Regions from separate parts of the Mus musculus genome. Here regions 1 and 3 are each linked to region 2. The links are chromatin contacts, called in public Hi-C maps. All regions are on one chromosome and are shown on one strand. The core of a region is the stretch at or near the end of the contact, and the rest is flanking DNA. Distances in the headings are between cores, read along the strand shown. Region 1 overlaps Foxp2 (forkhead box P2). Region 2 holds the start of Mdfic (MyoD family inhibitor domain containing). Region 3 has its middle 260 kb from the start of Gm36406.

Region 1 (3,622 bases), core at 424-2,923, 280 kb after region 2:
CAATAATGGCTGCTTAACCTTTACCGTTTCTGTCCCTGGAATTTGTGTGACTTACCACTGTAACTGGAGTGTGTTTAGTTATATTCTATATTATCCTTAACTTAAAATTTTGAAAGGAACTTGTGACCAACACTTTACAAGCATTTTAATCCTATCTGACCACACAAAATATATCTCTGCAGCATAGTGTGTGTGTATCTGTAAGATAACATGAGTTTGAACATAGAGCTAAATACAAAGTATTTGCCAAATCAGCCTTGCTTCTTTTTTATACTGTTAGTTTTAATCTCTCAGTAATGTTCTATGTATTAAAATATAGAAAGCCCCAGCACTTTACTCTTATTATATCATCATTAGTCATTTAACAGAATACACTGGACAGGGAAAGTTAATATCCATTTACTTCCAACTAATCAATATGAAAAAAAAATGAGTTTTAAGGTTCAAGAAAATGTATCTCACATTCAAGTTTAGTTTGAAACAATTCTTATCCTGTGAACAGCTTGTCAGTTAAGTTACCCTTTCACTGGGATGACAGAAAGTATTAAATTATACATAAAATAAAAATATACTCAACACATTATGTTCCATTTTACTTTCCAAACTTTTCTCTGCTGAGTTCGTATGTTTCTGGGGTTTTCCTCTAAAAAGGTCTTGTATTTATCCCCAGCATCTTACAGAACTATTGGAAACTTGTGTTCATTATTTCTGTGCATTTTCTAAATTGTGATCATATGTCATGAGTGTGATCAATCTGTGTGTGTGTGTATGTGTGTGTGTGCGCGCGCATGCACATGCATGCTCATGTACATAGGGTTTATGAAACAAAAAAAGAAATGCTCATCTCTTTATGTTTTGAGATTTGACATTAACAACCCTGAGGTCTATTAGAATAAAACAGGAAAGTAAACAACAAAGACTACTAGAGAACACATTTGAACCCGAGGATAATTCTTAATGGATGTATCTGTCAAACAGCTAAAACTTTTATTGGCTACCTTTGGGTATGATCTATTCTAGGATTCCTCAGTTCCTAGGAGTTTATATTGAAACAAACTGCAGGGCATGGGCACACAACTTTATGACTTGTCTCTAGTATGGAAGAATGATCTCTCAGACAGAATACAATCCTAGTGGTTATAAATGGGTCAAAAAGACTTAGATCTTTTTTTATTTGTACTTCAGAAATGTAACCAACTGAATGAAATGGTTTCATATACATTTTTTTTTACATCCAGCAGAAGTGAGACACTGTTCATACATTAATTCTAAAGAAAAATGTACACCCCTCTTTTCTGTTAAGTAAGATTAATCAAGTGTTCTTAGACGGAGAGGGGGAAAGCCCCTTTCATTGCAACGTGAATGAATGAAGCAACAAGAGTAAGGTTTTGTCAATAACTAATACGCCAGTGATGTTGCTGTCCAGGAGTGTGTTAGTATTAACACGAGTAGTAGGAGGTCTTACAAATTCTCAAAAAAATGTAAAGGCCCAATTTCAAAACTTTACAAAATAGTCTATTGGATGTTGCAACTGAATCTGCCCAGGGACATTAAAGTCCAGGACCATTTGTTTTAAGTGAACTTCTGTAGCTCCATTCCTAGCTGGCTGTTCTTCGATTCCCTAATCACACAGCAATGCATTCCTATGAAGTCAAGCAGCTGTAGACACAGAATGCTGATGACGATTCTCTTTATCTGACTCATCTGAAGAAAAGCCAGTTAGTGGTAATTCTACCAAATACTTGTAACAGTCACATGAAATTTTAATTGATTTTCAAACAATACAACGGTGCCATGAATCCAACACATAGAATATAAGTCTTAAGCCCACTAGGTTTAAGCAATTGTGTCTTTGTAGACTAAAATGATGTAAACTAGAATCTGGTAACTCCCTGGTGTTAGAGGTAGGCAGTTTTCTTTCAAATCCTAGGTTTGGTCCTTTATTTTATTCAGCAGTGAAAGCCATGAATACAGAACAAATAACAGCTGTTACAATTCTCAACCATGACTTCTAACGTCAGAGAATTCAAAGTATGAACATAGTACACAGTAATGAAAAGTATCAAAAATTAGTTTACCTCAAAGAAGATAAATAAAACAGGTATATCCCACCAATACATAAACAGATGTTTGTGCTACAGTTAAAATTTGCTGTATACAAAAGATCATAGTCCCCATAATCAGCTTATGGTAGAAGCAAGAATACATGAGCCATTTAAATTGTCAGACATTATGCTTTATAAGGTATGCACAGAAGTTCAAGCAATAAATACATACATTAGTTCAAAGCCTTACAATAGCTACGCAAAGCAGATGCAGAAAAGCAGGTTTGCTATTACTAGCAAGCAATGATAGAAGAGTAAAAATCCATGAAATGCATTAAAGCAACATTTTTCTTAGAAAAAGTCTGGTCATTTATGGGTCCACCAACATTTTTACATAATATGCACAATTATCAAAATACAGACCAAGCATTTCAGAAAACTCCAAAAAACCTAAAATCTATTTTCAAAGCAATTGCAGTTTTGGAGGTTTTTCTGGTATAATGTGCAAGCAGCTATTTTTTAAAATTGTATTCATATAAAACCCATGCAAAACTCTACAGGTATATGCATTCTGTGGCTGAGACTTCCTTTCAAAAGTTTTGAAACTGAGGTATGCATACTTTAGCATTGTAGTCTTAGGCCACCCTCCCGATGGAACAACTCTCCAAGTTACTTCCAGTCCATCAGAGCTTTTTGAACATGCACCCGAAAGACTTGTTTCCCTTTCAGATTATCCCTACAGCAGTATCCTAGACATCAGAGAACCATCCTTCCGAATACCAATCTCTCCTTTGATACCACATCAATAACTTCCGGTTCGTTGATCATGACCCAAAGACAAACATAATGAAAAGTAGCAGGTACTGTGACGTTCTCATGTTTCATGCAATCTGCCGTAATTGTTCTAACTTTTTTCTCTTTTTTTTTCTTGTGTTTTTTTTTCCTTTTTTTCTTTTTTTTTTTTTTTTTCTTTTTTCTTTTTTGCAGAGGTAGAAGCTTTCAGAAAGCCTTTTGGGTAAGTGGGAAAACCCTTTGAAAGCCGTTATGTCCTTTTATTTGGTGTGATAGATGACTGGGTATCTCTCTAACTCTATTTGCTGACTTCAGCAAAGGATAAACATTGAGCTTAGTTTGCAAGAACCGGCTCCATCACATGGAACCGGGACATTTGTTAAGCTCTAGCAGCCACCTTCTGTCAAAACTGTTTGTAAAGCAATAACCATAATCAGGTTATGAGGTCCCTTGGTTGGGGGAAAAAGTATTATCAAGACTTGGCACAGCACATGAAAAGCAACACATAAAGTCTCTAGGTTTTAAGCAAACATCTGACTATGCTATCTTCAACTACACCATAACGTCTTATCATAGTTTTGGGGTTTAGAGTTGTCAAGAAAATCAGCATTCCAACAATTTGGCCTGCACAAGTCTTTGAAGGGAGTGTGTTAGTGTTCATATCCCGTATAAGCAGAGGCAGAATTATATGTAACTTTGGTTTGACTGAAAATAAATACCATGGGCTACACTTGCTATAATCTTTGCTTTCAGTGTAAAAACTCAGCTAGATCACTTTAAAATCA
Region 2 (3,425 bases), core at 851-3,350:
TTTTTTTTTTTTTTTTTTTTTTTTTGGTTTTTCGAGACAGGGTTTCTCTGTATAGCCCTGGCTGTCCTGGAACTCACTTTGTAGACCAGGCTGGCCTCGAACTCAGAAATCCGCCTGCCTCTGCCTCCCAAGTGCTGGGATTAAAGGCGTGCACAACCACACCCGGCCCAATAGTTTTACCTGGAGTGTTTGCAGTTGATTTTTGGCGTAAGCATTGTTTACCAGGAGTGATTAATGACTGAAGTGGGAGTATAAAGAGCCTATCGACGAGTGGCTATGACTGTGGAGGGTGGGCGGGCATGGCTAATGGCAGGGAGATGACAATGTTGACAATGCAGTGTGTGTAAGACGGGCTGCTTCTGAGAAAACGTGTTTATCAATCTGGTTCTTCTCTACAGCTAATCACTTGGATTCTCTCTGTTTAGGAAAAGAAATGAGTCACTCTTCTAAATCGAAATGATAAACATAACATTTCAATTTACGCTTGGATGTTTTCTGCTACTATCTACTCTGGTTAGAACAGCAACTCCTTTCCTCCCCCCCCTCCCCACCCCCCACCCCCCGAATTAAAAAGAGAAGAAAGAAACTTAAGGCAGTATATATTTGGGTACTGGGAGACAAGATTTTAGACATGCTTAAAATCAAGAGTTTTGGAGAGCTGGAAAGTTATCTGGTGTCTGCCAGTCAGAACTGTCCTCATTGGAATTGTCCTTACTGGAAAAGGGAAGAGAAATGGTGAGAGTCTGGTTCTGCCACCAAAGAGCACCTGAAGTCTATTACCTTCAAAGAATTTTAAAATGTGGTTATGGAAGCTTCCCAGAAGCAAACGATTTTGTTTTCCCTTTGGAAGAACTCAAAAGAGTTAATTCATTCTTGGAACGTGTTTATTCCAAAACAAACGTTATTGAAAACATATGCACGAGCCATTCCAAAAGAAACTGGTCTCAGAAACCTGGATGCTTAACCTGGGGGTCAGAGTACCCCACAAGAACCAGAAAGATGAGGAGAGCCCACGCTAGCTCAGAGAGCAGAGACTGCCCTGCATGAGAAAAGAACATAAGAACTTAAGAGTACTAGACAAGGGTTGGAGACTTCACACCCCTCCTGAGTCCCAGGCCAAGAAGTGCTTAGGCAGAAGGTAGAAGCCATCTAGTCAACCAGTTTCTAGCAAGAAAAGGGAATAGAGGGGCCAGGGATCCCGCCCTCCTATCCGGTTGTTGATCTGGGGCAGTGATCCTCTGGCAGACTTGTTTAAGTAACATAAGTGTGCAAAAGTTCACAATTCCGAAGTTGAAGCCCATCCTCGCAGTTCCCCACTCCCACCACCACCACCACCCATCCCTAAGTGTGCAAGCACGTCCCAGAAACTCGCAACTCGCAAGTACTTGTTACTCACCGTGGGCCGGGGAGCCCAGCCGGCCGCCGCCCGCCTCGACCGGGCACTGCTGCTCCGCGGGCCCGGGAGCGAGGGCTTCACCCGCGCAGGACATGGGCCACGCTCCGAGCCAGAGCCGTCCCCGCGGGGTGCACGGACCCCAGCTGCTTAGGTGCTGGGTGCAGGAAACGGCCTGCCTCTGGCGGGAAAAGCAAAAGGGACAGCAGGATCAACTGTTTTTAGAGCACAGCACGCCGCAATGCCTGGGCCATTCCCTCCCCCTCCGCGTCCCTCCTCCAACTCCACCCCAGGGAAGTTAGGATTTGAAAGCAGCCTGGGGGGACGCTGCGAACGGGACGCGCGCGCTGGGAGGGGACGCGCGGGGACTCGGCGGCAGAGCGACCTAAGGGACCTCCACCTACCTTGGCATCCCCCCCGTGGGCTGTTCCGGGTCCCTTCCTCCCGCCACCGGTAGTCAGCGAGGCTCTGGCCGCGGCCCCATCACGCCCTGGCAGCCTGACCACGTCCCTCCGGCCCCGGGAGTGGCAGCGACAGTGGCAGCCGCCCGCGCTGACTCCGCGCACTCCGTCCCTTCCCTCCGGGCAGCCCCTCTCCTCCGGGAAGGACTTTAGGATCCACTTGTGCGTCTCTTTCACCCTCGCGCTGCCACTCCTACACTCTTCAAACACTTCTCTCTCTGTGGCTCCCTTTCATCATATCCGGATTGGGGTGGCCTCGAACTCTTGGCAGACAGCCCCGAGGTTGGGGGCGGCGCGACCTAGGTTTGGCCCTGAGCTCCCTTGCGAGGGAGCTGTCTGGGTCAGGAGGCCAGAGCTGGACAGGCCAGATGCAGGCTCCCTAGCCCAGGCCCACCAAGGTTAGGGAAAACAGGGAGGGAGCTAACCTTGGCAGCTCAAACATCTTCAACCTTTCTGGGAAAGTCCCCCTCAAACCACTTTCAATCCTGCCCTTCGATAGACTATTAAATAATCTTGAGGAATGCCCCAGGGAAGCGACCTTTGAAAACAGGGAAGGGTGTGTGTGTGTGTGTGTGTGTGTGTGTGTGTGTGTGTGTGTGTGTGTGATGAATGTACATGTGTGTTCAAACACACACACTGACTTTCCTGGTACTATGAAGACATAAATGTGTATTTAAAACCTTGTTCACAGGTCCCAAGTACTTGTCTAATCTCTTCATCTTTTTCTTTTTTATTACTTTACTTCTGTCAGACAGGATTCCTGATCTGGTTAAACCAGTTGCACAGAGCCACCCAGGAGTGCAAGGTGAACATTCTTGAGCACATCTGTCCTACCCCAGGCTGAGTGCCTCTCTGACCGTGTGACGTCTGCGGGAAGCTAAACTGTGCTCAGACGTAAAAGGTTCATTGTCGGTGGCTTTTTAAATGAAATGTTCTGACTGTGGCAGACTCTAAAGGGCCAAGAGCAAGTGTAACGGGCTGTTAAGAACTTTTATACATCTGGTTAATTTTTGTTCTTTGTTTGAGTGAAATGCAGAGTTCAGTGGAGGTGCATATCAAAACTGAAGAAACTTAATGGTTTCTCCTTCTCACTCACCCCCATCATTACTAATAATACATCAGGAATGTTTATCTTCAAAAAGTGACCATTCAAGTTCTTTTCAACTGACGGAAAAGGTCTATTTCTTACCTCTAAAGAAACAAGAACTTGATTTCAACTACTCCGAGAAATCAATCTTCAAAGGTTCTGAAGGCAGGTATTTGGATTCCATAGAAAATGGCATTTTTCTCGGTGACCTATAGCTAATAGATATGGCCCCGTTTTTAAATAAAATTTGTAGATTCATAGATGACATTGTAAAAAGTGCCTTAAGTCTCTTAAGAACGTGTCAAGAGTCTGGACTACATAGAACCTACTGTTGTGATCATAAAAAGAGAAAGAGCTATAAAGATATGTTCTAGCTGGTGGGGTGTGGGGAAGGGGGTGTCTTGGTGGGGCCCATGTCAAGCCATCCCTTCTTCCTGAGGGACCAGTCACAGGACTGTATAGTATAGAATAGAGTTTATTCAGG
Region 3 (3,482 bases), core at 980-3,479, 490 kb before region 2:
CACAAACACAGTTGAGGCACTGGGGTAAATTTGAAGATATTTTTTAAGTGCTTTATTGAACATCACAATTACTTTATATAACAGTTTTACAGCTTCTTTTTTTTTTTCGTTTTTCAAGAACGATTTTACATCTTATACAAAACTATAATAGTACTCCTGAACTGCCGATAAAGGAAAACTGATAGACTACTTCAGAGGGAAATCCCAGTGTCTTCATTCAAAACTCCCTTGTGAAGAGAGAGGGTTTTCCCTCCGAAGTAGTCTATCAGTTTTCCTTTTTCGGCACTTCATGAGTACTATTATAGGACACTTTTACAAACTGCAACATAACGTAGGCTTGTGTGACTTCAATCACAGCTGACACAGTTTATTTGCTTAAGTAGCTTCCTACTGAGACTTTCTTATTTAAGGGTACAATATCCATTCTACTCTGAGTTATTTCTGAGTCAAGGGAAAAACAAAACAGAAGGACCTATTAACTGTTGCTCATCAAGACTTGACATATTTTGAAAGTGTTTTGTATTTCTAACTATTCTACCAGAAGAATAAAATGTTCGAATCCAAGCCATTCGAATACGATCACGAGCTGTAGGAGGACTGGATATTTCTCAAGGATTATGAAGTTTGGGTCAAGTCGGAGTGAGAGTTTCTTGGCATTGACGAGAGACAGTCCAGCTCTGTCTGATGCTCTTACTTCCAACCTGCTATGCTGTGGAGAGTCGGGAGGGTAGAGACAAGACTGGGGGATCACATGACCCCGTGTCAGAGTTAAATGATAACAAATATTGCTTGGAAGAAGCATGAGATTCCCCATTCAGAGACAGAAAAGGCTAAATGGAGCAAACATGTCCCTGGGTGCTTTCAATGCACTCTAAATTAAAAGCAAGACTGTGTCTGAAATTTCGTCCAGATCTATAATTCAGCAACTTGGTTCACAGCTATTTTGGCCGAAGGGAAAATTTAGAAGTAAATATCTGCTCACACTCTGCTGCCCCTACCCTCCAGAAGGCTGCTCCCCTTTTCAACTTTGGCTCTCAGTTTTCTCTTCTTTATAGTTCTCAAACATCAAGATTGCGCCTGAGCTCAGTGGGTGAAGGTACTTACTTTTAACCTAACAGCCCAGGTTTGCTGATCTCTAGAGAATCCATGTAGTGGAAAGAGAGAGCATATGCCTGCAAATTGTCCCCACCTTCCATGTGCAAAGCTACTCTTGCACACACTCACAATAAATACACAAATGTAAAACAGAAAAATAATGTAAAACCCCCCAGGGGGTCGTTCTTAAGGCATTCAGTAAAGAGATGGCTGCAGAGACTTCTCATTTCTCTCTACAATCCTTTCTCCCCATCTAGATATAACAATTTCTGAACTTTATCCACAAGCCAAATCAAATTTTGCTGCTTTCAGAGAAACTGAGACAGCATTAAGGCTATTATCAGGCCCAAATCGTGGCAAGAGGTTAAGTCACAATCTCTCCCCAGTGCACTTTCCGACTATAGAATTCAATGGAACGGAGAGCAAACAAATTCCCGAAAGAAAGCATTACTTGCCTCTAGCATGGCTTACTCCTGTATGCTGTGGCTGAACCTCTAAAACAACCTATCTTCATAGATTTTATTCAAGCAATATAAGGCTGTGTCAGGGCTATTCATCAGCCATGGCATTGGTGTGGTCGCAGAGAAAATTTTGGAAAAGGCCAAAAGCGAGACTTCTGAAAATAATGGATAGAGGAATTATTTCCAGGACCATAGCCAACAGGTGGGCTCACACAGGAAGTTTACTTAATGTCTTAGGGATTTATAATCAGGGGCATATAGTGGCTTCTTCCTCCCGCCCCCCGAGTTTAGGTTGCAATTGTATTACTTCGACTCATCATCGTATATCATGTGCTTTATTTTTAAGTCCTAGAACTGTAGGTGCTCACAGAGTCACTGCCTGTACTGGAGAGTCCTGTGCTTCCTCTAGCACATGCATCGTACAACACAAGCGACCACATTTCCCCTCAGTGAAGGTGATAGAGTTTTATGTTTATTGCTAGTTGAGTGAGCAGAGGGAGGTGCCATGAAAGGGACTTGATTGCCCTCAACATTCATTCCATCGCACTGCCTTTGATGGAACTGATAATTCTTGTAGAACTGCAGTGTTCTGGTAGAACACTCCTAGCCATCCTCACGAGAGCGTATGATTCAGATGAGCTATTTGGATAGGAGTGGATTCCATATGTGAAACTTGTGGTTGCAGCTGGGAAACAGAAGTTTCTTGCTCCTCCCTGCTCCTGCTTCATCTGTCTGCAGTGTGGGGGATGTGAAGTGAATTTTGAATGAGGAGGGATCCATCACAGGGAGGAACTTTTACAGCAGCATAGCCTGTAGCCTAAACAACATCAGCTACGCTACCTTTGATTCTGTTTCAACTCTTCACATGACATCACCCAAGTCAGTAACGTTACCTAGCTTTGGTTTCTTCATCTCTAAAAGATACAGCTGTACTCTCTACTACTTATTGTAATGATGCTTTTGAGGCAAATATATTCTAAGAAAACTAAAAGCAAGTCGGCATATACACTTTTGTATAGTTTTTGATAAATCACACCTGAAGCACTGTAAAAATGGCATAGAAACAAAATTGGGAAAACAGATGTTTCTCCGATGAAACTATTCTTTTCCCCAGAGCAATCATATACTTGTTGGGCTCTACCTTATGAATTATTCAGATTAAAAAAAAAGACTAGTAAAGCAACATGTTGATAAAACTGCTGCTCATTTATTTTTAACAGGAGCATTCTCTGTAATAGGAGAGTAATTAGGCAAGGACAAACATGCCAAGTTGATGAAATATAGTACAAACAGGTGCACATCCGCTCTGCTGTGTGCCCGGCCAGCACAGCCTTCATTAACAAGGGTGCATTCCTTTGCTCCTAACAACGGGAAACACTGGCATCACACAATGAAAGGGGGAGCGGGGCTTGGGTGCCCCTCTACATTTTCTCTTTGCAAGATCACGGAAGCCTGAACCAGCTCTTCAGCTGACAATGGGGATTTCTGCCACTCACACTCTGTATAGAGCACTTTTCATGTCTGGATTGGCCTTTGCTCCTTCAGCCCCAGGACTGGACTAGGACCTTTTTCTAGGCATCTATACTACCTTCTGGGTTTCCTTAGTTACTACCTATGTTTTTAGAAATCATCCTTTTCTAAGGTGTTGTCCTTTCCAAATTTGCTTATGATTAAAATGAGTAAACAATAAAGTCTACATTTTTTTCTACATTTTTCAAGCACAACATGATGTTTTGAAGTAGCTAAACACCGTTGAACAGCTAATTAAACATGCATTATCTCACATAGCAACAGTTCTGTGATAAAATACTTTACATCTATTGTCTTAGCACTTTTCAAGACTAATATTATCCTTAGTTTTAGTCACCATACAGTATAGCAGATCTCCTGCACTTAGATCTCCTAGTGAATGATAATTTTTAACTT

The links. A called contact is a pair of places that touch in the nucleus more often than the background predicts.
Region 1: a Hi-C map of muscle stem cells shows a contact between it and region 2, with 2.0 times the contacts expected there. The contact joins the enhancer-like site here to the promoter of Mdfic in region 2. A contact is called at or near these places in 3 of 39 promoter capture datasets (the 3T3-L1 cell line, liver and pre-B cells), 1 of 484 Hi-C or Micro-C datasets (muscle stem cells), 1 of 115 datasets of contacts at active chromatin or transcription factors (bone marrow-derived macrophages) and 1 of 9 other capture datasets (pancreatic islet).
Region 3: a contact with region 2 is called in a Hi-C map of neural progenitor cells, with 3 times the contacts expected there. The contact joins the enhancer-like site here to the promoter of Mdfic in region 2. A contact is called at or near these places in 4 of 39 promoter capture datasets (frontonasal cranial neural crest, hippocampal neurons, liver and 1 more), 2 of 484 Hi-C or Micro-C datasets (neural progenitor cells and uterus) and 2 of 115 datasets of contacts at active chromatin or transcription factors (bone marrow-derived dendritic cells and neural progenitor cells).

The regions. Positions count from the first base shown.
Region 1 is chr6:15,439,497-15,443,118 of GRCm38.p6, reverse strand. It overlaps Foxp2 (forkhead box P2), which reads right to left. Exons shown (of 19, transcript NM_053242.4): 19 at 1,142-3,622. Among named protein-coding and RNA genes, the nearest start is that of Gm36352, 200 kb to the left of the region's middle. Within about 2 kb of position 1,673, at least 4 of the 459 cell types and tissues checked have an H3K27ac peak or open chromatin away from gene starts, as enhancers often do. A contact at or near this core is called in muscle stem cells, where this site is marked.
Region 2 is chr6:15,719,336-15,722,760 of GRCm38.p6, reverse strand. It overlaps Mdfic (MyoD family inhibitor domain containing), which reads right to left and starts at 2,100. Exons shown (of 5, transcript NM_175088.5): 1 at 1,798-2,100; 2 at 1,397-1,574. The coding sequence starts at 1,490.
Region 3 is chr6:16,212,653-16,216,134 of GRCm38.p6, reverse strand. No RefSeq gene overlaps it. Among named protein-coding and RNA genes, the nearest start is that of Gm36406, 260 kb to the left of the region's middle. Within about 2 kb of position 2,229, at least 21 of the 459 cell types and tissues checked have an H3K27ac peak or open chromatin away from gene starts, as enhancers often do. A contact at or near this core is called in neural progenitor cells, where this site is marked.